Linked DNA regions of Mus musculus: all the other regions are linked to region 4. The links are chromatin contacts, called in public HiChIP or PLAC-seq and promoter capture Hi-C maps. All regions are on one chromosome and are shown on one strand. Each heading gives the region's core, a stretch centred on a gene start, on an enhancer-like site or on the middle of the called end of the contact. The rest is flanking DNA. Distances are from core to core; before and after follow the strand shown.

Region 1 (2,700 bases), core at 3-2,502, 130 kb after region 4:
CTTGGTGGCCCAGGCTGACCTGAATGCATAGAGGGGACCGGCTATCCTCCTCACCCCCAGAGTCCCTGTGTCTGCAGAGATGCCCACCACTCCCCAGCAGAGGCCATTGATGGTTTGCTTTGTATTTCCTCTCCTTGGCCTATCTATTTCTCCACCAGGCTCTTTCTTGTTTGTTCGGGTTCTTTTGTTAGGGAACCTAGGCCCTGCAGGTAACCAAGTCCTAAGCAGATAGGTATGCAAGCCAGACAAGGACAAGCCCAGCCCCAGCACACCCCCTACACACACACACACACACACACACACACACACGCACACGCACACGCACACGCACACGCACACGCACGGTGGGGTGCAGGCTGGAGGGAAGGGGGGTCAGTCTCACTGCCATCACCTTTTCTGGGTCACACATTAACTAAGCCCCCACCTCCTATCGAGAGTGACTCCTGCCGTGTGGCGTGAATGGCAATGTGCCCAGTCCCTTACTTCTGTCGCAGACCATAGGTCACACATCATACATTGACTAAGCCTGCTTCCTTGTGATACAAGACCACCCCTCTTCTCAGAAACCCTTACAAAGTAGACTCCTTGCTTCTCCCAGGGCTAATACTTTCCTTCAAACTCTTTACCATACTGTCTGTTGCCCTGCATTTAAAAAAGTCTCTTGTCTCAGGGATTTGGCTCAACATCCCCTCTCCTCCCTTGCCTCCTCCCTCCCACTAGTAACACCTAATGGCCTTCCTACCAGAGCTCTTCTCTCAGGTTGTTCAGCGAGCTTTGGTTTTCCTTACATCATCCATTCATATTCATATTCTCTCTCTCTCTCTCTCTCTCTCTCTCTCTCTCTCTCTGTCGTGTGTGTGTGTGTGTGTGTGTGTGTGTGTGTGTGTGTGTGTGTATTCTAGACCAGGCTACCCTCAAATTCCTTATGTAGCCAAGGTTAGCCCTGAATTCCTGATTCTCCTACCTCTACTCCCATTTTCTGTTTATATGGCTGGGTGTGTGGGGCTCCTGCAGGCGACAGTGCACTTGGGATCTTTATGCCATGTCCCTGTCATTCTTCTTGGGTCAGAAGAATTCCCCGGAGAGAATGAATACTTTCACTTGCCTGTCTGGATGCCTCAATTCTTTAAGCCGAGAGATGAAAGAAAGCATCTAGTCTGCAAACGTTCCCTCAGTACTGGTTAATCTGACTCATTCCTCTCCTGCCTGCTGTTCCTCAGGCTCGACACCTCTACTCAGCAGGGGAGGCTCTGTCACCCGGGGCCATTAAGACACCAGATCTTAGAGATACAGCTCCTTTCTTCTCCTGGGACAGAGTCCTGTTACACAACTCTAGCTGGCTTCAGCGAACAGCTCCTTTTCCCAACCTCCATCCGCAGCGGTCAGGCTGGTGCTGCCTTCAGGGCTCTTCTGGACTGAGCTCCTCCAGAAGCCATTCTTCCCTTTGCTCCCACCAGTCGCCTGGGGGCACTGACAACGGACACCCCCTTCTCCTGCCCTGCAGGTGAAGCTTGAGACTTTACACCATAGAGTGAATGCTGACTGTGGACAGCGTGAGGCTGAGCTGAAGAGACTGCAGGAATCCTTTGACCCCCTCCCTGCCACCACCAGGGCTTGGACAAGCACAGATCTTCCTAGGTTGTAAGTTGTCCTTCCCATCAGTTGATGGGGAGGGTGAGTCCCTGTAGCCTGACTTCTATAACAGTGGGCTTTACGTTGTTCCACCTTCAGGCTTGGGCTGCTTGCCTTCCAACTCCTGGTGCCTTAGACTGACAAAATTCCACGGCAGGAAAACAGCATTGGAACCTACTTGCCTCACAAAGTCCCTTCACTCACTGTCACCACACCAAGGCCCCTAGAATTCTTGCCATCTAAGCAATGTAATAAAAAAGGACATATTTCTTTGAATTTTTTAATCCAGCATTTAGCAGTTTCAACTGAAAGGACAGCTCAGAGTGTGTGGACGAACACGAGGAGGGGACGCCTCTGCCCCTCCTCTGTTCCTCTGCTCTCACACACCACAGAGCTCCCAGAGACTCTCTTCAAAGTTCCCACCATGAGGACAGGAGGCGAGGTGGGCGAGGGCTAGTGGATCCAGTCAGGGTAGCTGGGCTTTCAGTGATTTCAAGGATCTGCTGAGTTGAAGTTACCTGAGCCCGACATGGTGACCCATGGTGAGGCAGTAGGCCAATCAACCCCTGTTAGCAGGAGGCCAGCCTGGTCTATATAGGGAGTTCCGGGTGGGTCAGCCAGGGTTACATAGTAACACCCCACCTCTAAATTAATTAATTAAGTAGGAAAGTAAGTAAGTAAGTAAGTGTCGGTGAGCCAGGACTCCAGAAGGAGATGAGTCAGAGAGGAAGCTGTTTGTGTGGGTCCTAGGTGGAGCCAACTGTGTCATTCAAAGTCACACCTAATGAGTGACAGAAGTTCAGGACAGTCACACTTCCTGTTCTCAGATGCACAGTTACTCATGAAATCAGGGAGCCTGATAAAGAGTAAATACTGAGCCAGCAAGAGGGAGCAGCGAGTAAAGGCACCTGCAGCCATTCCTGACGATCCAACTCTGATCCCGGGGACCCAGCTGGTGGGAGGAGAGAACCGGTTCCTGTAAACTGTCCTCTGACCTCCACATAGACACACACAACTCAAAATAACGTTCTTTTTCAAAGGAGGTGGGGCTGGGCTGGAGAGATGGCT
Region 2 (2,700 bases), core at 60-2,559, 190 kb after region 4:
TGCAGACCTGGGCCACCACCCCCGGCTCTTTCAATTTTTATTTTCAAAAAACTCCAACTCGTAGAAAATTTTCAAGAAAAATAAAGTTAACAAAATATCCTTGCCTCCTGGATTCAATGTCAATGCTCCATCTGTCTGTCCCCTCTTTATACCTGAGCCTTTGTGAGCTGCAGGCATCCAGATGCCACACCCTTAATGCTTGGCCTGTATCTTCTAAAATTACTGTAATTATGGTGATAGAAAAATTTATCTAATACAATATATGTCCACATTTAACTTCCTCCAGTTGTCCAAATGATGTCACGTATAGCTGGATCTCTTCCTCCCCATCCATATCCCGCCCAGGGCTATCCATCGTCTTATTTTGTTGTTGCTGCTGTTTCTCTTCTGAAACAGGGTCTCACTATGTAAGCCCTGGTCTAGAATACACTGCTACATAAATTAGGATGGCTTTCAACTCACAGAATCCTTCCACCTCTATCTCCCTAATGCTGAAATTAAAGGTATGTACCACCATGCCTAGCCTCTGTGTGTGTGTGTGTGAGAGAGAGAGAGTGTGTGAGTGTGTGTGTGTGTGTGTGTGTGTGTGTGAATGAGTGAGTGTGTGTGTGTGAGTGTGTGTGAGTGAGTGTGTGTGTGTGAGTGAGTGTGTGTGTGTGAGTGAGTGTGTGAGTGTGTGGTGTTTGAGGTGCATTTTTGTTTGTTTGTTTGTTTGTTTAGGTTTTTTTGGTGGGGTATAGACAGAGTTTCATACTCAGGCTGGCCTGGAACTCCTAATACTCCTTCCTGCCTCTGTTTCCTACAACCTCCTTTCATTTCAACAACTCCTATCCTTTGCTATCCTCTGTGTGTGTGTGTGTGTGTGTGTGTGTGTGTGTGTGTGTGTGTGTCCTCCTGTTTTAGCCTCTCAGGTGACAGGATTACAAGCATGTACCATCATGTCGGGCTTTCTCTTTTACGTTGTACTATCAATCACTCTAAGAATCAAGCCAGATGTTTTTCAAATGTCCCTTAATTTGGATTTATCTAAATGCTTGTTATTAGGTTGAAGCTAAATGTTCTCGGTGGAACGCCATAATGTTCCCCAGAACTGGCATCCTTACATTTCAGTGCTGAAACTAAAATGCACGCTGACATTAACGTGAGAGGCCGTCGGTAAGCAGCAACAGCGCAGCCTTCTCACTCCCAGACGCCGTTCCTTGTGCATCTCAGGAAAATTCTTTGTATGTTCTCTCTAAATCCACACTGTGACGGCTGTCTACTCCTGCAGCTGGGCTGTGCCCATCCCTCGTGTCTATTCGCGTCTCCCTAATTGCATTAATGTGTCCGGCCTTTTCTTTCTCATGAACGGCGGCTGCCTCAGCCTTGCGCTCAGTCGGTGACGGATTTTCAACCACAGCTATTCAGTTCCCCGCCATTTCTCATCTGGTTTTGTAGCACGCTGCCTTATTCGTTCCCTAAGATCCGTGCCCCACCTCCCCCTTTCATCTCCTTCCACCTTTTATCATCTCGTAGAGACTGAATTCATGTTGGTATCGAGTTGCACCGTGGCTGTTGTGAGGAGCCTCCTTCCTTGGGTTAGATCTCCCTCCTGTATACGCGCTTTGTTCTTTTTTTTTTTTTTCTTCCCTTTGTCCTTGGTATAATGTGCCCGCCGTTGCCATGCAATTTCGCCCCATTTTGCTCATGCCTGAGCAGCTTTGTCAATTCACTCTTTTGGCTCTAGCACACTGTGGGCGACTTCTTGATGCCCCACTGGGAGAGGCCAGTTTATTTTGCCTCTTGAAGGTAAAGTGAAAGGATTAGGTATTTTATGTTATTCTCTTTTCTGTAGCCTGAGAGACTTGTGTGAGGAGGGGCACGTGGTTAAGGCTAATTTAAGGCAATAGCAAATCTTTGTTAAATGACAAACCTCTTGGGGGATGTTTGGAATGCTCCAAGGTTTTCCCCCAACCAAGTGCGGGAAGAGAAGGAACTTGGAGCTTCAGCACAGTTTAGGGTTCACACCTGTTTGTGAAATTCACTAGATTTGATTATGCCTTTTCCCTGTGTTCTGTGGATCCTGGGCTGTGAGCTGCCTTCATGTCCCAGGTCTCACTCTTTGCCCCTTTTATCAGATACTAGGTTATGGACTCCCCCACTCCCACCTCTACCCCTGCCCCAGTGAAGAAGGGTTTATTTTGGCTAACGGTGTGACAGGGCACAGAGCATCACAGTGGAGAAAGGCGTGGGCATGGCAGGAGGAGACACTCCTTGGAGTCTAAAATCAGAATGCCGAGAGACATGACTCTTTTTTTCCCTTTCTGTGCTGGGGATTGAGTGCAGGGCCTCCTGAAGGTTCCACTAAGCTACTGTGCGTAGTCATTTTTTAAAGGAAGTTTAAACTAGCCACCCTAACCTGGAGAATACAGTAAAATCTCTCATCTACTGTTGTAGCAAGTTAAATGGATCTGTCTCTCTCTCTCTCTCTCTCTCTCTCTCTCTCTCTCTCTCTCAAGATTTTATTTATTATATGTATGTGAGTACACTGTCGCTGTCTTCAGACACACCAGAAGAGGGCATCAAATCCCACTGCAGATGGTTATGAGCCACCATGTGGTTGCTGGGAATTGAACTCAGGCCCTCTGGAAGAGCAGTCAGTGCTCTTAACCTCTGAGCCATCTTTCCAACCCACTCATATCTATTTTTATACATTCCTTT
Region 3 (2,700 bases), core at 92-2,591, 140 kb before region 4:
CACCTGAGTACAGTAGCTGACTTTACCCCCTTGAAATTCCCACCTACTGTAATTTCAGTATGTAGGTAGCTCTCTGCTCTAACTCTTTATGTTGAGCTGATAAGATGGAAAGCATCCCTGTCTGAGAGTTTCTGTACTGTCTAGGAATGGCTTTGAAGGTCACCCTTAATTGCTGGGAGTTCTGCCTGTATTTACGGGAGAAAGCAACAACCCCACCAGTGAGAGAAAAGAGAAACGGAAGCAATAACAACCACAGAGAGAGATGGAGAAGGCATAAGCCACAGGACAGGGTTGTTAGAGCAGTGGGTTTCAACCTTCAGTGGGTGCCAGCGTCACCAGAAAGGCTTGGAAAGAAGCCAGTCTCTCTGCTCAATCACATTCAGAGTCAGAGCTCCTGCGAATCTGCTTTTCTCTCAGTTGCCCAGTAATGCCAACACTACTGTGTCTGGGATTAGTCCTTGATTTGGCTCCTTCCCATCCCATAAGTGAGTCCTCCTGCAGGGGTCACTATCTCCCTCCTCACCTGTACATCTTCTGCCTGGACTCAAGCTCCTTCTGGCGCTGATCCTGCAGTGTAGGGTGATGGTCTTGCCAGGACACCTTTGCTGCGGGTGAGGGCGTGGATGGAAAGGATCCTCTCTTGATCTCTGGCTTCAGACTTTCTCCCTCCTACTGCTGTCAACCCACCAGTCCCCTCACCCCGGGTACACTTCTTCCACTGCAAGCTGATTGCCACCACCTCCTGCTTCTGCCAGTCCCCTCCTTCCTCCTCTGCCCTTTCCTGGTTTCCACTCCCCAAGCTTAGCCTGCGACACACTGCTGCGTGCCTCCCGCAGCCCCAGTCCCCTCACCTGCTCCCTCTCTCAGCACCAGCTCCCCCGCCCCTTCCAGCCACTGATAACAGGGGAAGTGGAGTGCAGCCCCAGGTAGCCACTCCAGCTCGAACCAGCGGCAGAACCAGGCATCAGAACGGAAAGACATAAGCGGGAGGGACACTTCCGGGGGTGCTTTGTGGACTCGCAGCATCAGCACAGTGCCTACGTCCTGGGGAAGCGTCACCTCGAAGTCTTCTTCCTAGGAGGGGTTGTTTAGTATGCTGAGGATGGTCCCCCTGGGCTGCCTTCCTCCACAGTCGCCATTGCCTGCTCCCCAAAAACTCACAGCACCGGCGCTGAACTCCTTGCCCAGATGGTCCAGAGGTACTAAGGGGCTCTCTCCGTGGGTTCCCACGATGCTGACAGACACTTTGTCCCATGTGCCAGCCCCACAGGCTTCCCCCGTGGATACTCTCACCCTGCATTTCGCCATCCTCCTGACCAGTTTAGCTCTCTACTGCAAGCTGGACTACCTGGCAGGGTGATTTAACCTCAGCGATGCCCCGCCCATCAGACCAGGTTAAGGGGAAATGTGTTCGCTACCCACTGAATTCCCCTTCAGCTTCCTTGCCATCAGGAAGAGCCTTAGAATTTAGGACAAGTAGTAGGTGGGTTGACACACTGAAACCTGGAGTCACAATGGGTGGCGCTGAGACAGGAAGTGGACTGAAGTCCACAGGGTGAGTTCCAGACCCAACTGGAATGTGGGGTACAAGTGTAAAATTTATTTACATGCTGTCTTAGCTTTAAATGTGAGTGAGGGTCCACTTCCCCATTCCTTTAACTCTTCCCACGCCACAAGGCTGCTTTCACTTCTTTAATAACTGATTTTGAGAGCCATCACTGGCCAGGACTATTAGATGCTGCCAGTGCGGGTCCAGGCAATACTCTAGCTTTGCCTGACTGTTTACTAAGGTCAAGTGCAAGGGGGAAAAGACATTCAAATGCTCTAAGCATGTATTAGAGTTTAGAGGATAATCAATGCTGGGGAAGATGTCAGTCACTGCTGATGTGAGAGCCTGAGAAGTTTGGCTCGAGAGAAAGGCCCTCAGAGACCCAGAGGTGGTGAGAGGTGAGCCCAGGGTATGTGTTTATGGGCACCAATTATTGGACTCAGTGTGTTATTAAAAGGAGGAGGATCTGAAGTTGGGAGGGACCTGAGGGAAGGTCGGGGAGAGCTGTAGGGGGGATGGGGTAGATATAGTCAAGTACATTGTGTGCATATGTGAAATTTCAAATAAGATATCAAGAATAATACTAAATATATGTTTTCAAGTGGTATGTCTAGGTAAGCTGTTTTACTGTTGGGGAATTGTCTGTGCAAAGGCCCTGAGATCACTGGAGAAGGGAAGGCAGAGCTGGAGTGAGTGAGAGGGATGTCAGAAGGAAGACAGTGACAGAGTTTGCCCTTGAGGGAAACAACAGATTTGGGAAATCCTCTTTGCTGTGCCCATTAGACATCCAAGTATAGTGGTCCCTATGGGTGCCTACCTGGAAGTCATGGCACAGGGATGTGTGTGAGCCCTAGGCTAAGAGAAGATCGCTGGAAAAGGGCAGTGGATTCAGGCTCCAAGTTGCTAAAAAATTTGAAAGTTTTGCAAAGAGGTAGAAGCAACCAAGATTATTCAGTATGTGTGTTACATCAGCTTTCTTGTTACTATCAAAGGGTGAAACCTTCGTGTTGGCTCCTAGGTTTGATGTCCTACTCCCTGGGGACTGATGTGGGATGACCCAGAGAAGAGTTATGGTGAATATATGCTAGGCTGACCTGGTTATAGACAAAGTAGCAATGACACAGTTCTCCCCACCCCCTACCACCACATTC
Region 4 (2,700 bases), core at 106-2,605:
CATCAGGCACCATTTAAAGCACCTTACAAACACAAGCTCTTTCCATCCTTACTATTATTACCCACACTTTGTAGATGAAGAAATCAAGGCCCAGAGAAATGAAGTAACTTGTCTGTGGGTGTCACAACTAGGATTTGTTCTTGAGCCAGCTGTGTCAAGACTGTGTTATTATCCTCCGCAACAGAGCCTGGGTTCGAGAGGCTGAGGAGGCAGCTTGGGTGTGGGTGCCACACCGTGAGGGAATGTGGGCTGTGAGTACCACGTCCTGTTTACCTGTGGGAGAAGTCAGACCCCTGAGTCAGAAGTCACGCAGAGCTGCTTCGTTTCCACCATCATGCTGTGTGGGTGTCCAAGTCTGGATACTCCGGAAGGAAAAGATTCCCAGCATTCCTAAGGCCATGCTCCTGGAATCTAGGTCCCTCCTTGTGCTGAGGTGTTAGCTGGACTCAAACTCTCAGAGGGGGTAGGGGGAGGAATTTGAGGGAGCCAGCCTTCCAAAGAACCCAAGAGGCCATGTATAAAAAGGAGAGGCGAGGGCAGAGTGAATTATGGCTGGGCACAATCCAAACATCCAGAAGACCAATTAAAACTGGGCAGAACCAACAGTAAACCTGGCATATGTTGCCTGTTTGTGAGGGGAAGGGCAGGAGGGGATTGTGAAAGAGTATGAACATGTGACAAATAGGCCAACAGGGCCATATAGACTTGTGCTAGTGACTGTGTGCAAGAGGAGACCTGGACACCTGCATCAGGTAGGTTTAAGTGACAGCGCTAGTGTTTTGCTGGGGGTGAGGAGTCCGCCATGGAGGCTGTGGGTGGAGCGTGCCCCCCTCTTCCCTCGGGTAATTCTGGCATTGTCCTGGGCATTCAGCCCGCTGCATCCCCACTCGCAAGTCCAGCCTCGCGCCTCTGCCGCCCCAACGCGTGCCTCGGAAGGGAGCGGCCCATCTGCGCGTGACGCCTCGAGGGCGGGGCCTCACTATTAAAAGGGGACAGAGGCGGCGGCGCGGGCCCCAGGCCCCTGCCCTGGCCCAAGGAGGGCTCATTCGTTCTGTATCCTAGCCGCCTAGAGATCGAAGCCCTCGGGCCACGGTGACCACGATGCAGCTCTTGATGAGAGTGCCCTCTCTTCCCGAGCTGGGTGAGCTGGACTGCAACATCTGTTTCCGACCCTACAACCTCGGGGCCCGTGCGCCCCGCCGCCTGCCTGGCACGGCGCGCGCCCGCTGCGGCCACACGCTGTGCACAGCTTGCCTGCGCGAGCTGGCAGCGCGGGGCGACGGCAGCCGCACGGCCGCGCGCGTGGTGCGCCTGCGCCGCGCTGTCACGTGCCCGTTCTGCCGCGCGCCTTCCCCGCTCCCGCGCGGCGGCGTCACGGAGATCGCGCTAGACCCTGTCTTGTGGTCACGGCTGGAGGAAAAAGCCCGGGCTGAGCGTGAAGGAGACCCGATGGGGAGCCCGGCCAAAGACAGCGGAGAGGATGGAGAGGACGACGACGGGGAAGCGGAGAGCGAGAAGGGGGCGGGACCTCCAAGTGCGGGTTGGCGCGCGCTTCGCCGAATTTTGGACAGGGTCCTGGCGCCGGCACGCCGCTTGCGGCGTCCGTTGCCTAGCAATGGTGAGGGGCGGCCTAGGGAGGATACTGGGTACATTGCACCGAAGAATGCTGGGTCAAGTTGCATCCTCCTGTTGCCACTAACCCTTCTTCTTTCCTCCAGTGCTCTACTGTCCAGAGGTCAAGGACATTGCCCACATGACCCGTTGTACGCTGTAACCAAGGAACCCCAGAGCTATGGCAGAAAGCAGGTGGGAGCAGCATCCTCAGGCGTGCTCTGACACAAAAGGTTGATGTCAAGACTACCTGGAAATCAAGGCTGATGCTGGAATTGGTACATGCGTGATGGAGATGGAGCTCAACAGAAAGGACCCTAGATGGTGTGGATTCTGAGCGGCGAAGGCTCCTAGACTGTGCCAGCATTATATTTTCAGGATGGAGTGGCCAAGGGATAATAGAAACAAAGCCTACCATAATGTAGGAAGAAAAAAAAAATAACAAAGCTTTGGCGTTTGTTCAGAGTCTGTGGTGTAAGCAAAGGATCCAATTTTAGCAGTGGTCTGTGGTTGACAATGTGTACTGTGGAAAAAAGGACAGGACAGGGGATAAGCTAATTTATATGTCATGTCAATCTCACTTATCTGGTTGTGTTTGCTGGCATGCCATCTTCCCACTCTTGTTACCGTGCTCCAGCAATTACTGAGTTGACTCCCTGCTTATGATTGGGAATCTTGCATATACAACCTCCCTTCAGCTGGATAGGGCAGGTATGAAAACATCCAAGGGGCATTTATTTACATGAGGCCTTATTAAAGGCTTATCAAAGATGGGTGAGCCATTTGATAAAGGAAGCAAAATTTAGGCCTTTGTTATCTTTACTGACTCTGTAGCAATACTGGGGAAAAGAAAAAAAAAGATGCTCACATAATTTTAATTTGTGTCCCATAATGGGACATTGTTTACTGTATGTAGTTAGTTCTATTCTAAAGTCCTGTAAATATCTTACTGTAGACTTAAAATCAAGACCAGCAGTGTTGGTTGGTCTCACAGCTTGCTAGAAATGCAGAATTTCAGGACCCCAGTCCACATTCCCCGGTAGTTTTAGAATCCCAGGTATGTGTATGTAAGTTAAGAATCACTGGTTT
Region 5 (2,700 bases), core at 71-2,570, 240 kb after region 4:
TCCGACGTCTTCATTCTGTAGAGTAAGCCCCCGGAAGGCAGAGGTCGGGCAAGTCTCGCTGAGCCGGCTACCAGCTGCCGAGGCTAGAGTGCATTACCGTTCCCAGGGATGCTCAGAGACCGGAGTCCGCTTTCCTCTTCCGGAAAATGTAAGCCGAACCTAAAGCAATCACCAGGGAACGAGTGTCCAAAGCCAAGCGCCTAGGGTCGCTAGGCGCCGCCAGGGCTTCTTGCTCTCGCGGGAGTCGGGCCACCTTCCGATAGGCTCTCCGCATCCTCCTCCGATTCCGAGCGGGAAGGCGGGAAGGAACGACTTTGCCTACACCTCAAGCGCTGGAGAATTCCTAGAGGTTTCTGGGAGTTGTAGTCTGAACTCTGGGCCTTGGCGAAAACTACACGAGCGCCCCCTACCGTCCCCTGGGGGTAATTCTTAAAGCGCCTATCCTCCCTGGCCTGCAGAGGGCGCATAATTTCTACAGTTTTTGCCCCTCTTGACTATCTTGTTTTGAATCCCGTAACCTCAGGTTTCCTTTCTCCCCATCTCTCCCCCCTTCTTGTTCCTCTCTTTCCCTTTCTCCCCCGCCCTCCCTTCATTCATTCGACATTTATTATCAAGTTCTTACTGCCTAACCCAGGACTATACAAGGCATTGGGAAAAAAATAGCAATGTTTTCTAGTTCTTAATCTCCATAAAGTTTTCGTTGCTGTGCAATTAAAGGCTGTGAAAACAGTCTTTACAGAGAGTGATAAGGACTGTACAGGAAATTAAACACGGTGGTGCGATACCAAGTATCTCGGAGAACACGTTAGATTGAGATACTATGAAAAGCCTTTCTAAAGTGACATTTTAGCTAATGAGGGGAAAAAGAACTTAGGGGCCCGTGTTGGTTCATCCCTGTACTTGGAAGGCCTAAAGCAGGAAGACGGCCGCGAATTCCAGGCCAGCCTTGGCTACAAAGACTCTGTCTTAAAAATCCAAAAAGATGGCTATGACTATCTAGCTGGATAGGAAAGAGCACAGAGCTCAGAACAGTGGCGGTCCACTTACGATAAAAACTTAATTCTTTCCACTCTTTATACTTGACACAGAGGCAGGAGTCCTCCGAATCGGTTTCCACCCATTTTGCCCTCACAGCTCTATATCTTAGACGACTTTTCACAAAGCGTTCCTGCTGAGGGCAACATCTCAGGGAGAATCCTGACTCTGCAAGTCCCCGCCTCCATTTCTTGCCCTCAACCCACGGAAGGACTTGCCCTTACTTGTTATGGCGACTATCCAGCTTTGTGCCAGGAGTCTCGCGGGGGTTGCTGGGATTGGGACTTTCCCCTCCCACGTGCTCACCCTGGCTAAAGTTCTGTAGCTTCAGTTCATTGGGACCATCCTGGCTGTAGGTAGCGACTACAGTTAGGGGGCACCTAGCATTCAGGCCCTCATCCTCCTCCTTCCCAGCAGGGTGTCACGCTTCTCCGAAGACTGGGTAAGTAATTGATGAGCGTGACGAGACCTCTCGGTCACTGGCTCTCTCCGTTTGCATCCATAAAACTAGAGAAAACCGTGGGGTTTGGGGGTGGGGCAGTGGGGGGACTCAGCGCGATGGAGATGGGCGGAATGGAAGCTTGGCGGGCGGGATGAACGGGAGTGTATATGTCAGATGCTGTAGTGAGGGTAGCTGATGATGATGATGTTAGGACCGACGAGCCTCACTGTCATGCACCTGCAAAGTAGAGCATATAGGGACCACTGAGATGGCCTAAGGGGTTTTCTCTCCGCTACGCGTTGTACACACTTATCTGCCCGCTGCTAGGTGATGGAAGCTCCGGAAATAACATGCACAAAGCACCAGGATTTAAGATTTTTCGAGATTCATAGCTTAAGACTTAAGACCCCCCATAGCATCCTAATGAAACCCTGGGTTCCGTTCCTGGATGAGATCGGGGTGATCCGGGGAGCCTTAGCTGCTAAGGTCCCGCAACTTCCGGACCTTTGTCCCTGGAGTGATTTCTTTTTTTTTCCAGCCGCTTCTCGACCCTGCTAGATGAAGAAAATCCAAGAAAAGCCTGAAGCACTAGCGGTGCTAGCCAGAAGTATTTGCCCTCGGGGCCCGACTCAGCCTCTTGGTCTGAAAGGCCCGCCGGCCCTGTTATTGTTTGGCTCCTTTACGTTTCTGCCGCTTGCAGGAGCATTTCCGGTTTCTTGTTTTCGGAGCAGATCACTGCTCGCCCGGCGACGGGGGAGTAGCGAAAGGGGAGAAATGGATTCTAGGCTGGTTCTGTGGTTTGAGGAGGAAAACTGCTGTCCTCGACATCTTATTTTTCTGGATTACTTGGTTATTGCTTTTGCAAAGGAGGAGGTGTTTATTTAAAAGAGTGCGCCGATAGGTCGTTTCTTCCTGCCGGAAAAGCAAATTACCGAGTATCCGGTTTTAGGGTGAGCCATTCCCTTGCTTAACGCATTCCGCGCGTCCTGAAAGCGGAAGGGGCGGGCTTGGGCCCCGGGCGCCCGGCGGTCCTAAGTGCAGTCAGCCCGCACCATCCGGTTCTTCCCAGCGGGAGGTGGCGGGACTCTGCCTGGGCGTGGGCTATGCCTGTCCCCGCCACTTCAATTTTTAGAACAGGTCATTTCATTACAGTTTCTTATCGCGCACCAGACATCGTGCGTGCCTTTTTTTCTTTTGTAAAAATACTATTTCCACACTGCACT

Evidence for each region. Promoter capture Hi-C pulls out the DNA fragments that hold promoters and counts their contacts. HiChIP or PLAC-seq counts read pairs in DNA pulled down with a chosen protein or histone mark. Capture Hi-C pulls out chosen DNA fragments and counts their contacts.
Region 1: a contact with region 4 is called in a FOXA1 HiChIP or PLAC-seq map of pancreatic cancer cells. The contact joins the enhancer-like site here to the promoter of Rnf227 in region 4. A contact is called at or near these places in 5 of 39 promoter capture datasets (cranial neural crest, embryonic stem cells, frontonasal cranial neural crest and 2 more), 1 of 115 datasets of contacts at active chromatin or transcription factors (pancreatic cancer cells) and 4 of 9 other capture datasets (adipose tissue, embryonic stem cells, liver and 1 more).
Region 2: a promoter capture Hi-C map of hippocampal neurons shows a contact between it and region 4, with 4 times the contacts expected there. The contact joins the enhancer-like site here to the promoter of Rnf227 in region 4. A contact is called at or near these places in 18 of 39 promoter capture datasets (the C10 cell line, the HPC-7 cell line, HPC-7-derived erythroid cells and 13 more), 2 of 484 Hi-C or Micro-C datasets (both in the G1E-ER4 cell line), 15 of 115 datasets of contacts at active chromatin or transcription factors (SST interneurons, craniofacial prominence, differentiating embryonic stem cells and 9 more) and 4 of 9 other capture datasets (adipose tissue, embryonic stem cells, liver and 1 more).
Region 3: a promoter capture Hi-C map of adipose tissue shows a contact between it and region 4. The contact joins the promoter of Alox8 here to the promoter of Rnf227 in region 4. A contact is called at or near these places in 12 of 39 promoter capture datasets (the SN4741 cell line, cranial neural crest, embryonic stem cells and 6 more), 2 of 115 datasets of contacts at active chromatin or transcription factors (bone marrow-derived macrophages and effector CD8 T cells) and 3 of 9 other capture datasets (adipose tissue, liver and pancreatic islet).
Region 5: a contact with region 4 is called in a promoter capture Hi-C map of liver, with 4 times the contacts expected there. The contact joins the promoter of Trp53 here to the promoter of Rnf227 in region 4. A contact is called at or near these places in 9 of 39 promoter capture datasets (cranial neural crest, frontonasal cranial neural crest, hippocampal neurons and 5 more), 4 of 484 Hi-C or Micro-C datasets (CD8 T cells, embryonic stem cells, muscle stem cells and 1 more), 5 of 115 datasets of contacts at active chromatin or transcription factors (bone marrow-derived macrophages, craniofacial prominence, effector CD8 T cells and 2 more) and 2 of 9 other capture datasets (adipose tissue and pancreatic islet).

What each region holds. Positions count from the first base shown.
Region 1 is chr11:69,470,434-69,473,133 of GRCm38.p6, forward strand. All of the region lies in intron 39 of Dnah2 (dynein, axonemal, heavy chain 2), which reads right to left. Among named protein-coding and RNA genes, the nearest start is that of Kdm6b, 56 kb to the left of the region's middle. Within about 2 kb of position 1,253, at least 74 of the 459 cell types and tissues checked have an H3K27ac peak or open chromatin away from gene starts, as enhancers often do. A contact at or near this core is called in pancreatic cancer cells, where this site is marked.
Region 2 is chr11:69,525,957-69,528,656 of GRCm38.p6, forward strand. The region is part of intron 4 of Dnah2 (dynein, axonemal, heavy chain 2); the gene reads right to left. Among named protein-coding and RNA genes, the nearest start is that of Dnah2, 22 kb to the right of the region's middle. Within about 2 kb of position 1,310, at least 80 of the 459 cell types and tissues checked have an H3K27ac peak or open chromatin away from gene starts, as enhancers often do. A contact at or near this core is called in SST interneurons, craniofacial prominence, embryonic basal ganglia and 6 more, where this site is marked.
Region 3 is chr11:69,196,502-69,199,201 of GRCm38.p6, forward strand. It overlaps Alox8 (arachidonate 8-lipoxygenase), which reads right to left and starts at 1,342. Exons shown (of 14, transcript NM_009661.4): 1 at 1,162-1,342; 2 at 852-1,074; 3 at 524-605. The coding sequence starts at 1,308.
Region 4 is chr11:69,339,441-69,342,140 of GRCm38.p6, forward strand. It overlaps Rnf227 (ring finger protein 227), which reads left to right and starts at 1,356. Exons shown (of 2, transcript NR_027827.2): 1 at 1,356-1,618; 2 at 1,719-2,700.
Region 5 is chr11:69,579,039-69,581,738 of GRCm38.p6, forward strand. It overlaps Trp53 (transformation related protein 53), which reads left to right and starts at 1,321. Exons shown (of 11, transcript NM_011640.3): 1 at 1,321-1,477. Wrap53 (WD repeat containing, antisense to Trp53) reads right to left here and starts at 211. Exons shown (of 10, transcript NM_144824.3): 1 at 1-211. The coding sequence starts at 14.